Regions from separate parts of the Mus musculus genome. Here all the other regions are linked to region 1. A link is a contact called in public HiChIP or PLAC-seq and promoter capture Hi-C data. All regions are on one chromosome and are shown on one strand. The core of a region is the stretch at or near the end of the contact, and the rest is flanking DNA. Distances in the headings are between cores, read along the strand shown.

Region 1 (2,832 bases), core at 119-2,618:
TAAACCAATTACAAAAATAAAGTAAAATATTAAGAACACACACACACACACACACACACACACACACACACGGTACTGCAGGACTCTGTATACGTTATCTATTTTCTTAATAAAATAAACAATTTTCAAGAAGTGATACACAAATATGAACATTAAACAAACAGATAAATTCTGTCTCCTAAAGCTATAGTTTTTTTTGTTTTTGTTTTTGTTTTTTTCAGATCCTTTTAGGTAAAGGAGGCTGACAGTCAGCCCTGGGCTGATTTCCAGGATAACAATCCTGGCCCATAATCAGTATTCTGCATTTCAACACAGCAGAACTGGTTGTCATAGACCGAGAGTGTCGGGGCAGCCAGGAGGTTGCAAAACTAAAAGTAGAAACCCACAGCTCCCTTCCCCCAACCCAGCAACAGCAGCAAGCAGATGGCAGAGGAATTAACCTGCTTCAGACCACCATTGCTGAGAGAGGCTGTAAGTAGATTAAGTCCTGAGCCTCTGCCCCATTTCTGTCTGGAAAGGAAACCACCTGTGTTAAGTCAAACAATCATAGGGACAGAAAGAAACAAGTGCTGTTTTTTCTGCAGGAGACAGCCCAGCCGTGGGAACTTTGCAGAGTGACACAGAGAATCATAGCATTAATAGGAAGCTACTTGACTTGGCTTAAGTGTCAACTACATGTTCTCTTCTTTTATGCAAATAGGATGTCGCTCCGCCCTGCCCCCCATCCGCAGCCCAAGCCTGGGTGCCAACAGGACAAGCTACCACACCAGATACATTCAGTCGTCCTACAGGTGTTTCCAGAAACTTGACCGCAGAGCCCCCTTGAACTATCTGAGCATAAGGGCAGCGGGTCAGGTCAGCGAAGATACAAAAGGAACAAACTGTGTCTCCTGGACCGAAGGGGCGTCAGGAGTCCTGCAGAGAGGAGGGTTTGGCTTTCTGGGGATCAAGTCCCAGTGCCCGCGAGAACTTCGGGGTTTGGCTGCTGTGCCAGGGGTTCGGGGAGAGCTGCCGAAGCTCCGCCTCACAGGGCGGCCCCCTTCTGCCGGCTCCGATCTTGGAACAGTGTTGAGGGTCTTTCTACGACCCCGCAGACAGCCTGCGTATTGGAGCTAACCTCTCTGGAGAGAGGGTTCTCCCGAGGCGCCCTGTGTGGGAGGGGACGACCCACGCCCCCACGAAGCTTCCGCGCCGACGTCCAGAAAGGCCCCAGTGTCCCCGATGCCTGTCCGGGCGCCTGCGGCACTTACACGCTCGTGGGTCCTCCGCTGGGCAGAAACGAAACTTTCTAGGGCCGAGCGGAAGAGTAGGCGAGCACAGAGCCGACTGCCATGAAGCGCCCAGTAGCCCCAGAGCGCGCGCGGACTACAACTCCCGGCATGCCTCACGGATGGCCTACAACTCCCGGCATGCTTCACGGATGGCCTACAACTCCCGGCATGCTTCACGGATGGCCTACAACTCCCGGCATGCTTCACGGATGGCCTACAACTCCCGGCATGCTTCACGGATGGCCTACAACTCCCATCGGGTGCAACTGGACGGTGGACGCTAACTACGACTCCCGGCATGTCTCACGGCAGACGTCACTTCCTGAAACTCGAACAAGCTTCGGATACCCGGAAGTCGTGTGTAGAATCCTGAACGAGTGCTGTTTACTGTTGTTAAGCTCATGCATTGTGACCGATTGGCTTTGAACTGTGCATGAGCTGTAAATATAAAATAATGTGCCCGATTCCGAAACCCCCCAAACAATCTGAGAATAATCTCATTAGTATTTTTGTACTATTACGTTTTATTTATGAAGCTAAAAAAAAATGAACTTAGTATGTACTGCTGGACCTAAGTTCTCAGTTTTTGTTTCCCCCTCATTAACAGACACTTAAAAAACAGTGTTTGAAAATATGTGCTAAAGAACTACCATGCTTAGCTTCCTCAGTCCCGTGTTTGCTTGTTGCTGAGTTGCAAAGCACCCTGAAGCCTGGTGCAATAGAACACTGCATTCCAAGTCCAGTATGGATGAACATGCTAAAGACAGGGGACAGTACATAGGAATGTCAGCCCATGATTAGGTTCGCTTCTTAGCTCTGGCTGGCTCCTCACACTGCCTTATTTTCATCATGTTAGCTAGAAATGCTTGTGTACCTTACAGGACTTAGCTAATAGTGGCATCTGCCAGACTTCAGCATTCCAGGTTCTCAGGATAAATTCATACAGGAAGGAAAAGAAATCTTTTAAGTTAATTTCATATTTTATACTGGAGGTATATGAGACAACATATTAACTTGATGGAGTTGTCAGTTTGTGGATGAGGATAAAAAAAACCTCACGAAGAGAAATGATTCCCCTTTCTGTTAACAAAGGAAAACAAAAAAAAGGGAAGAAGTGGGAGGAAATGACATCAGAAATAAAGATTTATCAATAGAGTGAACTAAGAAAAACTTGCTCTGACTACAGCCTGAACAGCTTTGGGATGTTAAGATTGAGAGTGTGAGGCATGTGGAAGACAACCTTGTGAAGGAATATGTGGGGTGGAGAGCACTGTGCCACAGAGTCCTGATCTGCTGTACATGGTGTCAGATCTAAGATGGCTCCCGGGACACCAGTGAGACAGCAAAAAGGAACTAAGGTCAAGACAGTGGCTGCTTCTGAGTCTTCACAAAAGTCCCTACAGGTGACAATGCTCGCCACACCCCTTCTCTCTGAGTTACCTCATCAGTCACAGCTTTTATTGGGATATGGTGAGATGTAGTAAGTTATGCTTGGCCAAGGATTTAGGGGCTTGGGATTGGCTCAAATACTGTATATAAGCTTATGTGCTTGGCAATAAAT
Region 2 (2,832 bases), core at 178-2,677, 900 kb before region 1:
ACTTTACCATCCAAGCCACAAAAGTACAGAAAATAACAGGAAAATTATATTTTCCCCTACCTCTGCTCATTTGATATACTAACAGCTTCAGTTTTGTAGATATCTTTGTTTGTTTTTCAAGACAGGGTTTCCTCTGTTTAGCCTTCATTGCCCTGCAACTCCATTTGTAGATCAGGCTGGTCTGGAAGTCAGAGATCTGCCTGCTTCTTCATTCTGAGTTCTAGGATTCAAAGACATGTGCCACCACTGCCCAGCAGATACTATTAGCTGCTATTCAAGGACACACAAATAGTTATATAAAAGGTTTTGTACATAAACAATACTGTACATAATTGTTTAACTTTTGAAATTTATCAAACAGAAACCTAGTACTCACTGTACAAATGTAACAATTATATTTTGTCAGCTAAGTCAAAACATTTCTACTTTTTAACTAAGAAAGGTTTTGCATACTTTGAGATAAATACAGAATTATCTCATTTTTCAAGCAACTGTCTAATATTTAATTTTGGGCAGTCATCTTATGGGGAATACCCTGCATGACTTGGCCTTTGCCCACTACTATATTTTATCCCATGTAACTTTCACAGCTTCTAAGAGTCTAGACAACTAAGTTTGAGTACTCAACTGTCCATTATGTCTGTCTTTTTTTCTCAAACTGTGTCTAGGATGCTCCAGGCCATCTCTTACATAGCTAGCCCTCAAAACTAAAGAATCCCTAGATGCGCTTTTGAACACAACTGCATGTCCTCTTGTTTGACCTGTGCATAGCTTCTCGGCAGCAAGAACGCATTGTGTTTTCAATGTTACCTTCATTAGACAACCCCCTTTGAGAAGTACTGTTTCATTTCCCTATCTTGAGACACACAGCTTGGTAAACAGCAGGGGTTCTACTAGTCCTGGCTGATTCCTTCAAAGACTCCTGATTCGAGTCGTTTAATCAAGTGGCTTCGGTCTCCTTATCTGAAAAAGGGGACGACGCTGTCAATCACCTTGCTCAGGTAAAGTGAGATCCGCAAGTAAGAAAGGACAGAAAAGCTGTCTAGACTAGCTACTAGGGCTAGGTCGTTTTCAAGAATAGCACCCTGCAAGTAAGAATTCCTGGACCCGAGAGGCCAGACCTGGGGTCCGGCTGGTCGCGAGTGAGGGACCTGTCAGTTACGTCGGCACCGAGGAGCCGGAAGTGGGGTGGAGATAGAGGGTCTGACTCGGGGCGACTCCCGCGGCCTCACCTTGGTCTCTACGGTGGGCCCCTCCTTGTAGCCGACTCTCTCTTTGAAGCGGGACAGGAAGGCGGGCTCTGCGGGCCGCACATAGGACACTTGGTTCCGCTTGCTCATGGTAGTTCTGGTTCTGACCAACAATAAATAGCACTCGGCAGACTTGGCAGGGTACAAAGTGTCTGTCGCCCGCGCGGACTTCTGACGTAGACCGTGTTAGTGACGCCATCCGACCACGCCCAGGAGGCGTGGTCCGTTGGGGCGCCAAATTCAAATCTGCGGCCATCTTGAAGGGAGGATTCTGGTGGTCCTGGCGTAAGCGAATCTCGGACGGGGTCGCCATGGCCCCCGGCTGCAAATGTAAGTTGCGAGCCTGCCTGGTGAACTCATCGCCGCTGGCAGATGCCGGTGCTACGGGGCGTCACCTCTTAGGGCGCCCCGCGAGGGCGACGACGGCACACGCAGTGGGAACCCGAGTTCCTCACGGAGCGCGGGCGTCCCGCCTCGGCCACCCTACACCCGAGCGCTCTTCTCTGTGCATGGGACCCTGCTGTTTCCTTGCTGGCTTCTGGTGTCCTGAGGGCGGCCCTTGCGCTGCACTTGATGCTTGATTACCTATTTCTGCCTTTTTTGAAGGGAAGGGATTTGTGTTCCCTTCGGTGGCCTACCCTCAGAGGAGGGAACTTTAAAGCGAATTGCAACGGTCCCTTTACAACAGTTCCCATTCTTCATGCAAGACTTCATGAGTTCCTGAAACCAGAACTGTATCTTAGTACAGAACCCTATAGATAATGTGCTCTGTAAACTAAGTGTACTAAGATTAGCTAATACTAAAATACCTCAATTATAGTAATAGACAGTAATAGTTATTTGAAAGTAGTCTTTGCCTCAATTATAGTAATAGACAGTAATAGTTATTTGAAAGTAGTCTTTGACATAGTGTCTTATTATACCGGTCTTTTATCCTATGAGATTCTACGGTGTCTACTTGCTGAGAGAAATTCTGTAGACAGTATGACAGAGTTAGTATCCAAAAGTCACTTGAACACAAGCATTGTGATATAGCCACTTGATCTAATAACAAATGGCTGAGACTGTTAGGAGAGTAGTGTTTATAGTACCTGGCTAAAAAGAGTTGTGTAGCATGAGGCTTTATATTGAGACCTTGTTTAAAAAAAAAAAAAAAAAAAGGCTTAGAAATTGTTTCATTCTGAATTTTCTATTTAGTTGTTTTAGATTGTGATTGATGGCTGAGGAAAAAAACATAGAAAAAAGAAGTGCAGATTATGAGTAGACTAATATATATATTAATCTGTTTTCATCACAAAGAGATTGATTTAATCCCCCACTTCCAACGTATATGAGTGCCACCTCTTATATTGCCTATTATCTTTCTTAAATTATTTTTAATTATTGGTGTGTATGTGAGTGCACATGCATGTGTATATGTGTGCACAGCTGCGAGTGTAGTTTGTGTGTAGGTTGCTTGTGTGGGTGAAGATGGCCGTGGAGTGGTTGGATACTCTAGAGCTAGCATTATGAGTGGTTGTGAGCTTCTGAATATGGGTGCTGGCATGTGTGGTTTTTTTTTTTTTCCTTTGTTTTTCGGCTG
Region 3 (2,832 bases), core at 219-2,718, 740 kb before region 1:
CGTCTGGCTCCACCTTTTCCAGTTACCCTAGAGGGCAAAGTCCAACCCTACAGGAAGCCGTCTCAGGAGCACCTGTAGTAAGTATTATGTATGGACGCAGGAAATTCATATCCAGTCTATCAAGAAGAGGCTATCATTTGAGGGCTCAGCAGCTAACAGTTCAGTACCTAGGAATATAGCCAGGCACTTCCTGTTACTGTTGAAATCTCAGCGTAGTCAGTAATCCACTATGACAACTCTAATCACCATGCTCTGTGGCTATGCTCACAAGAGCCTTCCCTTCTACCCTGGAGGACTCTGGTTAGTGTTCTGTTTACTTACTTAGTTAGCACAAGAGAAAAAAAGCCTTTTTTCGACGAGTGGGGGCAGTGTCTTTGAGACAGGATCTCACTATGTGGCTCAGGCTGTCCTTGAACTCACAGTGTAGAACAGGCTGACCTCGAATTCAGAGATCCGCCTAGCTCTGTCTCCCAAACGCTGGGATTAAAGGCAAAGGGTGGCCAGCACCTTTTATTTCTTGATGATTAAGCTGAAGGGTTACTTTTGTTTAAAATAGAACACCAGGTAAGTCTCTACCAAGTCTCCCCTCATTTTCTCAGAGAGACCCTTTAAAACTTAGTTCATATCCCCTCTCTTCCTTAAAGGGCCCCTCACTATGACCCCAGCTTCACCTTGCAGGCATCCTTTCTGGATAACCTAGGTCCCATATCCTCCCAGGGTCGGTTTTCTTTCATGAAGTTATCCATCTTCCCCGGAGATCCCTTCCATCCAGGCATCCCGAAGTGCAAGACACTCTCCCTACTCTCTTTGGGACAATACTCCAGCAACCGCACGGGGCAAGGGTAACTTGCAAAGCTCTGGGCCATTATCTGATGATGGGCAGTAGGGGAGGAAAGGATGAGGGAAGACAGGACAGAGATCGATCCCTGGAATGGAAGGAGGGGTGAGAAAATTGAGAAGCTGGCGCCCCATTCCTGGTGCAGACCCTTCCCGACCAGTGACCTAATGAGGGATCCATGGTCTCTTTCCTTCAGCCATCCTAGGGACCAACTAGGAGGGGGTTGAGGAGATGGTCCCTCATGGGCAGCACGACTTCCGCCTTCCTGAAGTGTCTCACGTGCGCGCGCTCGGCTACTTCGACTCCGGCCCGAGCGCTCGGGTTGCGCGCTTCCCATCCAGTCCCGGCTGGGGCCCCGCGCCTCCCTCCTTCTGGGGCTTCCCCACTGCACTGACCGTCAATCTGGAGGCAGCTAGCAGTCCCGCGCCGCCTGCTGCTGCCCCGGGGCCCAGCCGCCAGCGTCCGCGATGGCACGGGCACCCGGCGCCACGGCTTGCCGGACTCGGCCTCACACGGGGCGGTGCGAAGGAGAAGCCCATGGAGCTCCAGGCGGTGGCGGCAGCCGCGGCTGCGGGAGCGGCCACCGCGCGGGCTGATGACGCGCAGGCGCGGTGGGGAGAGGCGCGAGCTGATGACACGCCAGCGCGCGCGGTGAGCTGAGCAGCATGGCGTCGGTGGCGCTAAGCGAGGCCGAGAAGGTCTACATCGTTCATGGAGTGCAGGTAGCGGTGGCGGCCGCGAGTGCAGGCCATATTGCGCAGGGAGGAGGTGCGGGGCGGCCACGTGGTCAGGACGGACGCCCGAGGCTTAGTGCTGCAGCGAGTGTGCGTCCTGTATGCCTAGATGTCCACAGCTCTCGGGATGGAGGAGATTCCTAGCTCATCAGGGAGCGGCGGGCGGGCAGTTCCCGAGGCTGCAGTTTAATGAAGGAATGTCCTTGTGGCCTCTGCACGACCTGAGAGTGCAGTGCCCGAGATCCTGTAATCAGAATAGCGGCACGTGAATGGACTCTGGTGACTTTGCACACAGAGGCCGTGTATCCGAGGGGGAAAAGGACTTTAAAATTCTGACAGCAAACACCACACGCCACACACCCCCTAAAAACAGGAAAGAAGGAAATGCATCGGTAATAGAGTGCGTGCTTAGCATGCTCCAGACCTTGGTGGCTGGCACCTGTAATCCCAGCAGCTGGGAAGTGGAGACAAGAGAATCAGGAGTTTAAGGCCAGACTGAGCTATAAAGACCCAATCTTAAGAGAAATCACGCTGACATATACACACACATGTCTTACAAATAGAGAAAAATAGGGAGTGTTTTTCTTTCTGGCGGTGCTGGAGGTTGAACCTCTTGGCCTTGTGCATGCTAGGCAGGCATTCTATCATGGAACCGCATTCTCAACCCTTTTGTTTTTTTGCTTTTTTTTTTTGAGGAGGAGAGCTTTATATCCAAGGCTGGTGTGTAACTCCTATCAGTCCTGCCTTGGCAGAAGGCATGCCTTTTCACCACCCGCTGAGAAGAATTTTTCAAAGCAGACTGGTAGTCTATGGTGTAATTGTTGATTTACCTGTTTTACTTGTGGGGCGCTTAGATCTTTGGGTAGCTACAATGACTACCGCGATCTGGGCTCAGTCCTGCTTTTGAACGTTCAAGAGAAGTGAAGAATGTTTCCTGGCAACCATAATCTAGTATTCTACAAGCCTTGTCCCTACAGTTGATCTTGTGATGTAGTCATCATAGTAAGGTGACCTGTTACCATTTAAACTACATAATGCAAGTGAAAGCATGTTCTTTTCTAAATCATATGACATACTGTTATTTTCTACTTCATATAGAGTAAGGAATGCCAAAATTCAGTCATTAGGTTTCATATTAAACTTGAGTAATAAAAATCCAAACCCACAACTCATTAGCTTTTTAGTTCAAGATCAGGTTTAGTAATAGTGGGGTATATGCACAGTGGGTTGTATGGGAATGTTAAAGTAGTCAATCCTAGG
Region 4 (2,832 bases), core at 103-2,602, 640 kb before region 1:
CTACATACTTTGTCCCTTAAATGGATTGAAAACTCACTCCTAAGAAAGTGGTGGCCCACATCTGTAATGAATTCCAGGAGTATGGAGTGGGAGCATGAAACTCAGTAGTTTTAAGGCCAGCTTGGGAGACACCGGGAGACCCAGAAAAACAGAAACCAAACCCTAGCTAGCAACAACAAAATATATACCACAGTGTGTCTGTGTGTGTAGTTTAAAAGGAGGTCTTAAGTCTTCCTGTTTACTATGCAGTTATATATCACCTAATGTTGGAAAAAGAAACCAGGAAGTTTTCCTGCGGCTTACGCCCAAGTCTAACCACACCGTTTTAATTTTATTCTTTAATTTATGCTAATTTATCTACCTGTCCAACACAAACAAACACCCCCTTAGTTGTTGATATTACAGACCCCAACTATGACTTGGACCGTACTATTTTTTAAAACATAAAAACCTGTGCGAGTCTGAGAAAGAGCCTCACATCAAGTTCTTACTTGAAGAAAGCTAGTTTTATTCGCGGTATTCTACTCCTAGGGCCCACAAATCCTATTCTTTCCTGGAGCGATCTCCGAGATCAGAGCAGCCTCTACTCCCAATCCAAACTACTCGAAATTCACAGGCTCCACGGAATTACACTCCAACCTTCCACCAGGGAAGAGGTGGGGCACCTGTGGGGTCTCTGCAGCTAGATGCCCGCTGCTGCCTGGTGACTGTCCGCTTGAAGCTGTCCTTAGGCCTCAGGATGAGCGGGCGCGCACGCACGGACAGCTAAAATGGTACCTCAGCGGGAAGTCAAACCACCCTCTTCTTGCACTCACTTCTCTGGCCCAGGTGTGGAGTGGGCCCGAAGAAGAAAGCTCTCCCACGTCCCAATCGAGTATCCCTAAGAGTCTCAGCAAAGTACCCATGGCACAATGTGCTGCCTGGAGAACGTCCTCCTAAGGCTTGTTCCGCGCGCTTATTTGTTCCTAGGCCAGGGAAGCTCACCCAGGTCCAGGACTCTCCCACGTGCCTGAGCGCTGGGGCGAGTCGTCCCGGGGACCTCGCCCCACCATCTAGGACTGTGCTACCAGGTCCGGATCGTGTAACCCCTGAACACGCGCCACCTCCAGGCACCTCCCTGGCCGGCCACAGGTTGCTCTTACCTGTCCCGCGCAGCAGGCGTGCTGTGCCCAGCAGCAGGGCCCCCAGCAGTGCGACTGAGAACCCGCAGGCCGAGTGGGCCATGACTCGGGGGGCGCCTCGGTCTCCCTAGGGCACGACTGTGGCCTGTGTCTGCGAGTGGCCTCGGTGGCGCCTAGGCACCGAAACGCAGCTGCGCCCCGCCCTGCCCCGCCGCTCACCTGCGCGCAGGACCCCGCCCCGCCCGCTCAGCAAGAGCGAGGGTGACCCACGCTTCCTCTGTGGCCTCCTCCTCTTCCTGCCTCAGCTCAGGTACTACCCTCCCTTGCCCGGTGGCCTTGAGGCAAATTTGTCCCCGCCTTCCCGGGCTTCAGTTCCTTTCTCAAAGTCCAAAAGACTTTGTTGCCAGCCAGCTCCTTCTCCTTCCGCTGTTCAGGTGTGCTGGTTGAGGTTCCTGTTGGTCACTGATCCCCAACCTTTTGGCTTTCTCTGTTGCTGGACAGGGGCCTAGGCCTGCTCCAGCTTCTCCCCTGCAGTGTCCAGAGTTCACCAGCTCTTCCCAGTGTCAGACAAGATAAGCTTTCCTATTTGGGCAACGAGCCCAAAGATGCCAAAGCAGGGCAAAGTTAGGACAGATGTGAAGGCACGGGGTGGGTTCTGCCAAGTTGCTGGGTTGTTCTTTATTGAAGTAAGGGTTTCACAGATGCTGGACGAGGGTGCTAGAACGAGACACTTCAGAAACCCTGCGTTGATTGTGGGAAGAGTAGATTGAATGGGTGCATGAGACTGGAAAGGCTCAAGAGAAGAAACCCAAGCAGGTGCACAAGGCCCTTAGCTGGGTTGTGAGTAGGGGAGTGGGCACAGTGCTACTGAGTTGGGCAGTGGGTGTGAGCGTGAAGGATTCTGATCAGAAGCTGGTCTGTCCTGCAGCCAATCTCTTCTCAGATATAGCTAGGTTACCTAGTTCTGGTTTAAGAGGTCTTGTGGAGTCTTCTATCCTCTAGGCCAGAGGTTCTCAACCTTTCTAATAATGCAACCCTTTAATACAGTTCCTCATGTTGTGATGACCCCCCTACCATGAAATTATTCATTGATACTTCATAACTATAATTTTGCTTATATTATGAATCTTAATGTACATATCTTTGTTTTCTGATGGTTTTAGGCAATCCCTGTGCAAATGTTATTTGACCTCCAAAGAGGTTGCAACCCACAGGTTGAAAACCACTGCTCTAGGCCATCCCATGTCCTGAATCACAGGCAGTGATGGTAGATGGTCTGGGACCTCGTGGATGGCAAGCCAGATTTCAGCCCAAAGGATTCAGTGGCCCTATGCATTTACTGTGCCCATGGCCAAGGTCACTCAGACCTTTCCAGGAATCTATGACAGAAACAGAAGCCCATGCCCCAGTATCAGTCAGAGTGTGGCCCCAATTTCTCTTTAGCTTCTGGAAAATCTGAGCTAATACTCAACGGAGATGAAAAGTCACTTCTCCAGAGCTTCATCCCTTTCTTCTCAGTTTCCAAAGAAGAAAGAAGCAAACACTCTCCAGTTCTGAGCAGCCTGAGGCAAGACCTTAACACAGCTCCATCTACAGAAGGGCCTATAAACTGGAGGTTGGGGAGATGGGGTCTCAGACTTCCGGCTCTAAGTGCACTTACCTCACTGGCAATTCTTGGATTGCTGCTGAACTAATAGAAAGAATTCTTTTT
Region 5 (2,832 bases), core at 186-2,685, 590 kb before region 1:
TATATAAAACAAATACACAGGATCTGGTCACTTTCTGCCATAAATAAAGGGCATGTGGGCGCAGGGAGGGGGTGCCGCAGGGGAAAGAGCCGGTTTCCCTTGTGTCCTCGAGCCACGCGTGGATCCCACCCTTCAGCCCGAGAGCTTGCCCCTGCTCTTCCGAACCAGAACCTCAGCACAAACCCCACTTTCCCACCTCATTTGTGCCTCTCTGCGGTCCCCTCCCGGGAAAAGGATGAACAATAAGGACAGCACGAAGCGCACCTGCCCCGTCTCCGGTGAGGAAGGCGCGTGCGAGCGCTTACACAGCGCGGACGCGGGGCGGAGGGGGTCACTTAGGAGCCACCCCCGAGGTGACAGCCGCGGCAGCAGCAGCAGCAGCTGCAGCAGCGGCGGCGGCAGCGGCGGTAGTCCCCGCGGGTACGGCTGCAGGAGCGGCCGCGGGGGCGCCGGCGGTGGTCCGGCGCTGCTCCATGCCGTTGGGCAGGAAGCCGGCAATGATGGGCACCGGCCAGATGAGGGCGGCCACGCTCCACACCACGATGACCAGGGTCATGAAGCAGGCCACCAGCGTAGACTCGATGGGCTTGCGGTTCAGCCGCCAGCCCGGCTCGCCCTGCAGCTCCTCCAGGCTGAAGTCCAGGCAGCAGAAGTGACGAGGCTCGCCCTGCAGCCACAGCGGCCCCGGCTCGGCCGCCGGGTAGGCAGGCAGCGCGGTGGGAGCCCCGGCGGGAGCCCGCAGGCGGCCGCGCACCCAGCCGCAGCCCACGCACAGGCGCAGGTCTTGCTGCGCGCCGCCCGCCGCCAGCCCCAGATGCTCGATGAGCAGTGGTGGCCCGACGCGGTGGAAGGCGGCGGCGAAGAAGGCGCGGCCGTGCGCGTTGGTAGAGAAGAGCAGCAGGTCGCACTGCAAGCCCCGCGGGCGGCCCCAGCGCACGAGCAGCGAGCTCAGCATCTGTCGTTGCACGCTGATGTTGCAGGGCGCCGCCGGAGCCTCCTCTGGGCCCGCGCGCTCTGGGGGCGCCGATGCCGCCGATGCCAGCAGACGCGGGGTGGAGTGTTCGTTGGTGAAGGACGCATTGGCCGAGGCGTTTGGGGGCGTCCCTGCAAGGCCGGGCGCATCCGTGGCCCCGCCGTGCGCCGGCGGCAGCTGGCAGGCGGCGGCCAGTAGCGCGGCGAGAAGGGGCAGCATGGCCTGTGGCGAGCGCCTACGCGCGCGGGGCAGGCGGCGGCTGCATGGCGCGCAGGCGACCGTCCGGTGAGGGAACCGCGGGGCCTGGAAGGCCGAGGCGGAACTCTGCCAGTGTATTGGGACGACACCGGCTCACGGGCCGCGATGGCCTCTTCAGACTCCGCTCGTCGAGGTTCCGCTGCCCCCAGAGCTGGGGCCCTTGGACGGCCAGGAGGCTCTGCTGGCTCGCGGCGAAACGAGAGAGGATTCCCCTGCTCGGCTCCGCCTTCCGCGCGCCCCGCCCCCGGCTCACCGGGTGCGGGGAATTGGGAGGGCGGGGCTCCACTCGCAGGGGCGGGAACTGAAGACCTGAGCGACAGGGCGGTGCGTGGAGGCGGAGCGAGGGGACCCCCGAGGGCGGGAAGCCCAGAGCGAGTCCCGGAGCCCAGACAGTCCCTCTGTCACGCCCCCAGGAGAGCTAATCAGTACCTCCTTTCTGCTTAGGAGAAACTAAGAAGGGAGAAAGTCTCCGGGCTACCTCAGGAGCCAGAGACAGGACTCTTGTACCTTTCTGCTGAGTTCAGAAATTCAGATCTGGAGTCTGGCTGGTTTTAATGTGTCTTCACCACAATAGATACATATGGGTTTTTTTGTTGTTGTTGTTGTTTTGTTTTTTGTTTTGTTTTTGTTTCGTTGTTTTGTTTTACAGGAAGAGAACTCATAAAAAAATCCTCAAAATTCTGAAGTTTTGGTGTTGGTTGGGGCAATGGGAATGCAAATCCCACAGGTCGGATGCTTGAGGACACCTGCAGTCTAGTGTGCACATAGACACAAAAAATTTGTATGTTAGAGTCCATGAATATCAGTCTTCCGGGATGTATATTGTGGAGAGGTGGAGTTGTCAAGAGTAATTTAATAGGATACAATTTATATTAAGAAGCCTACCTGAGTCCTGAGCTTGATGGTACAAGTCTGTAATCCCAAGTGAGAATCCAGAGTCCAAGTTCCTTGGAGAGGCCAGCCTGGGCTACCTGAAAACCTGTCTCAAATAAACAAAATCCAGTACTAAGGTGGTGAGGAGAATTATGAGTTTGAGGACAGCCTGGGCTACACAGAAAGATGCTTTCTGTAAAGAACAAAAAACGTTCTTGGGAAGAAGAGGCAGCTCAGTTGGAAGGGTGCTTTCCTAGTGTCCTAGCAAGCCCAGGGTTCAATCCCCATCACAAAAAGGAGCAAACTGCACTTCCCTTGTTTTCTGGCCTCACACTTGGAAACTAATGTCAACTGACCCCTAAAATGGCTTGAAACAGTTGTGCTCTGTAAATCTAAGAGTGACCCTCCCTCTAAGCCAGCTAAGCTTTCCCAAGGGCCTGTGAAGGACAGGATGACAGCCATTGCTGGGTACAAAGTGCTAAATATATTTCTCTAAATAGTTCTCTCTCTCTCTTTCATTCTTTCTCCTGCTCTTTCTTTTGAGTCAAGGTTTCACTTCGTAGCTTTAGCTGTCCTGGAACTTATTATGTAGACCAGACCGGCCTCAAACTCTCAGAGATCCACTTGCCCCTGCTTCTTGAGTTCTGGGACTAAAGCCATGTACCACTAAACCCATCTTCTAAGTTGTTTTCTAACAAATAGTAACATTGGAATGAGGGAGAGACACA

The links. Promoter capture Hi-C pulls out the DNA fragments that hold promoters and counts their contacts. HiChIP or PLAC-seq counts read pairs in DNA pulled down with a chosen protein or histone mark.
Region 2: an H3K27ac HiChIP or PLAC-seq map of microglia shows a contact between it and region 1, with 6 times the contacts expected there. The contact joins the promoter of 1110059G10Rik here to the promoter of Fyco1 in region 1. A contact is called at or near these places in 2 of 39 promoter capture datasets (liver and pre-B cells) and 2 of 115 datasets of contacts at active chromatin or transcription factors (astrocytes and microglia).
Region 3: a promoter capture Hi-C map of pre-B cells shows a contact between it and region 1, with 3 times the contacts expected there. The contact joins the promoter of Exosc7 here to the promoter of Fyco1 in region 1. A contact is called at or near these places in 5 of 39 promoter capture datasets (cranial neural crest, erythroid cells, fetal liver and 2 more), 2 of 484 Hi-C or Micro-C datasets (erythroblasts and muscle stem cells) and 2 of 115 datasets of contacts at active chromatin or transcription factors (embryonic stem cells and pro-B cells).
Region 4: a contact with region 1 is called in a promoter capture Hi-C map of stem cell-derived epiblast-like cells, with 6 times the contacts expected there. The contact joins the promoter of Cdcp1 here to the promoter of Fyco1 in region 1. A contact is called at or near these places in 3 of 39 promoter capture datasets (embryonic stem cells and stem cell-derived epiblast-like cells) and 1 of 115 datasets of contacts at active chromatin or transcription factors (embryonic stem cells).
Region 5: a promoter capture Hi-C map of stem cell-derived epiblast-like cells shows a contact between it and region 1, with 5 times the contacts expected there. The contact joins the promoter of Tmem158 here to the promoter of Fyco1 in region 1. A contact is called at or near these places in 10 of 39 promoter capture datasets (the 3T3-L1 cell line, the HPC-7 cell line, cranial neural crest and 5 more), 4 of 484 Hi-C or Micro-C datasets (embryonic stem cells, nephron progenitors and pre-B cells) and 3 of 115 datasets of contacts at active chromatin or transcription factors (astrocytes and embryonic stem cells).

The regions. Positions count from the first base shown.
Region 1 is chr9:123,850,531-123,853,362 of GRCm38.p6, forward strand. It overlaps Fyco1 (FYVE and coiled-coil domain containing 1), which reads right to left and starts at 1,369. Exons shown (of 18, transcript NM_001110253.2): 1 at 1,251-1,369. It overlaps Xcr1 (chemokine (C motif) receptor 1), which reads right to left. Exons shown (of 2, transcript NM_011798.4): 2 at 1,785-2,832. It overlaps Gm51700 (a long non-coding RNA gene), which reads left to right. Exons shown (of 2, transcript XR_003948283.1): 1 at 1-471; 2 at 701-1,433.
Region 2 is chr9:122,949,573-122,952,404 of GRCm38.p6, forward strand. 1110059G10Rik (RIKEN cDNA 1110059G10 gene) reads right to left here and starts at 1,428. Exons shown (of 3, transcript NM_025419.4): 1 at 1,233-1,428. The coding sequence starts at 1,340. It overlaps Kif15 (kinesin family member 15), which reads left to right and starts at 1,509. Exons shown (of 35, transcript NM_010620.1): 1 at 1,509-1,580. The coding sequence starts at 1,562.
Region 3 is chr9:123,111,763-123,114,594 of GRCm38.p6, forward strand. It overlaps Exosc7 (exosome component 7), which reads left to right and starts at 1,469. Exons shown (of 8, transcript NM_001081188.1): 1 at 1,469-1,560. The coding sequence starts at 1,504. It overlaps Zdhhc3 (zinc finger, DHHC domain containing 3), which reads right to left and starts at 1,432. Exons shown (of 7, transcript NM_001372538.1): 1 at 1,234-1,432.
Region 4 is chr9:123,214,686-123,217,517 of GRCm38.p6, forward strand. It overlaps Cdcp1 (CUB domain containing protein 1), which reads right to left and starts at 1,353. Exons shown (of 9, transcript NM_133974.3): 1 at 1,143-1,353. The coding sequence starts at 1,224.
Region 5 is chr9:123,259,354-123,262,185 of GRCm38.p6, forward strand. Tmem158 (transmembrane protein 158) reads right to left here and starts at 1,436. Exons shown (of 1, transcript NM_001002267.2): 1 at 1-1,436. The coding sequence starts at 1,192. The coding sequence ends at 332.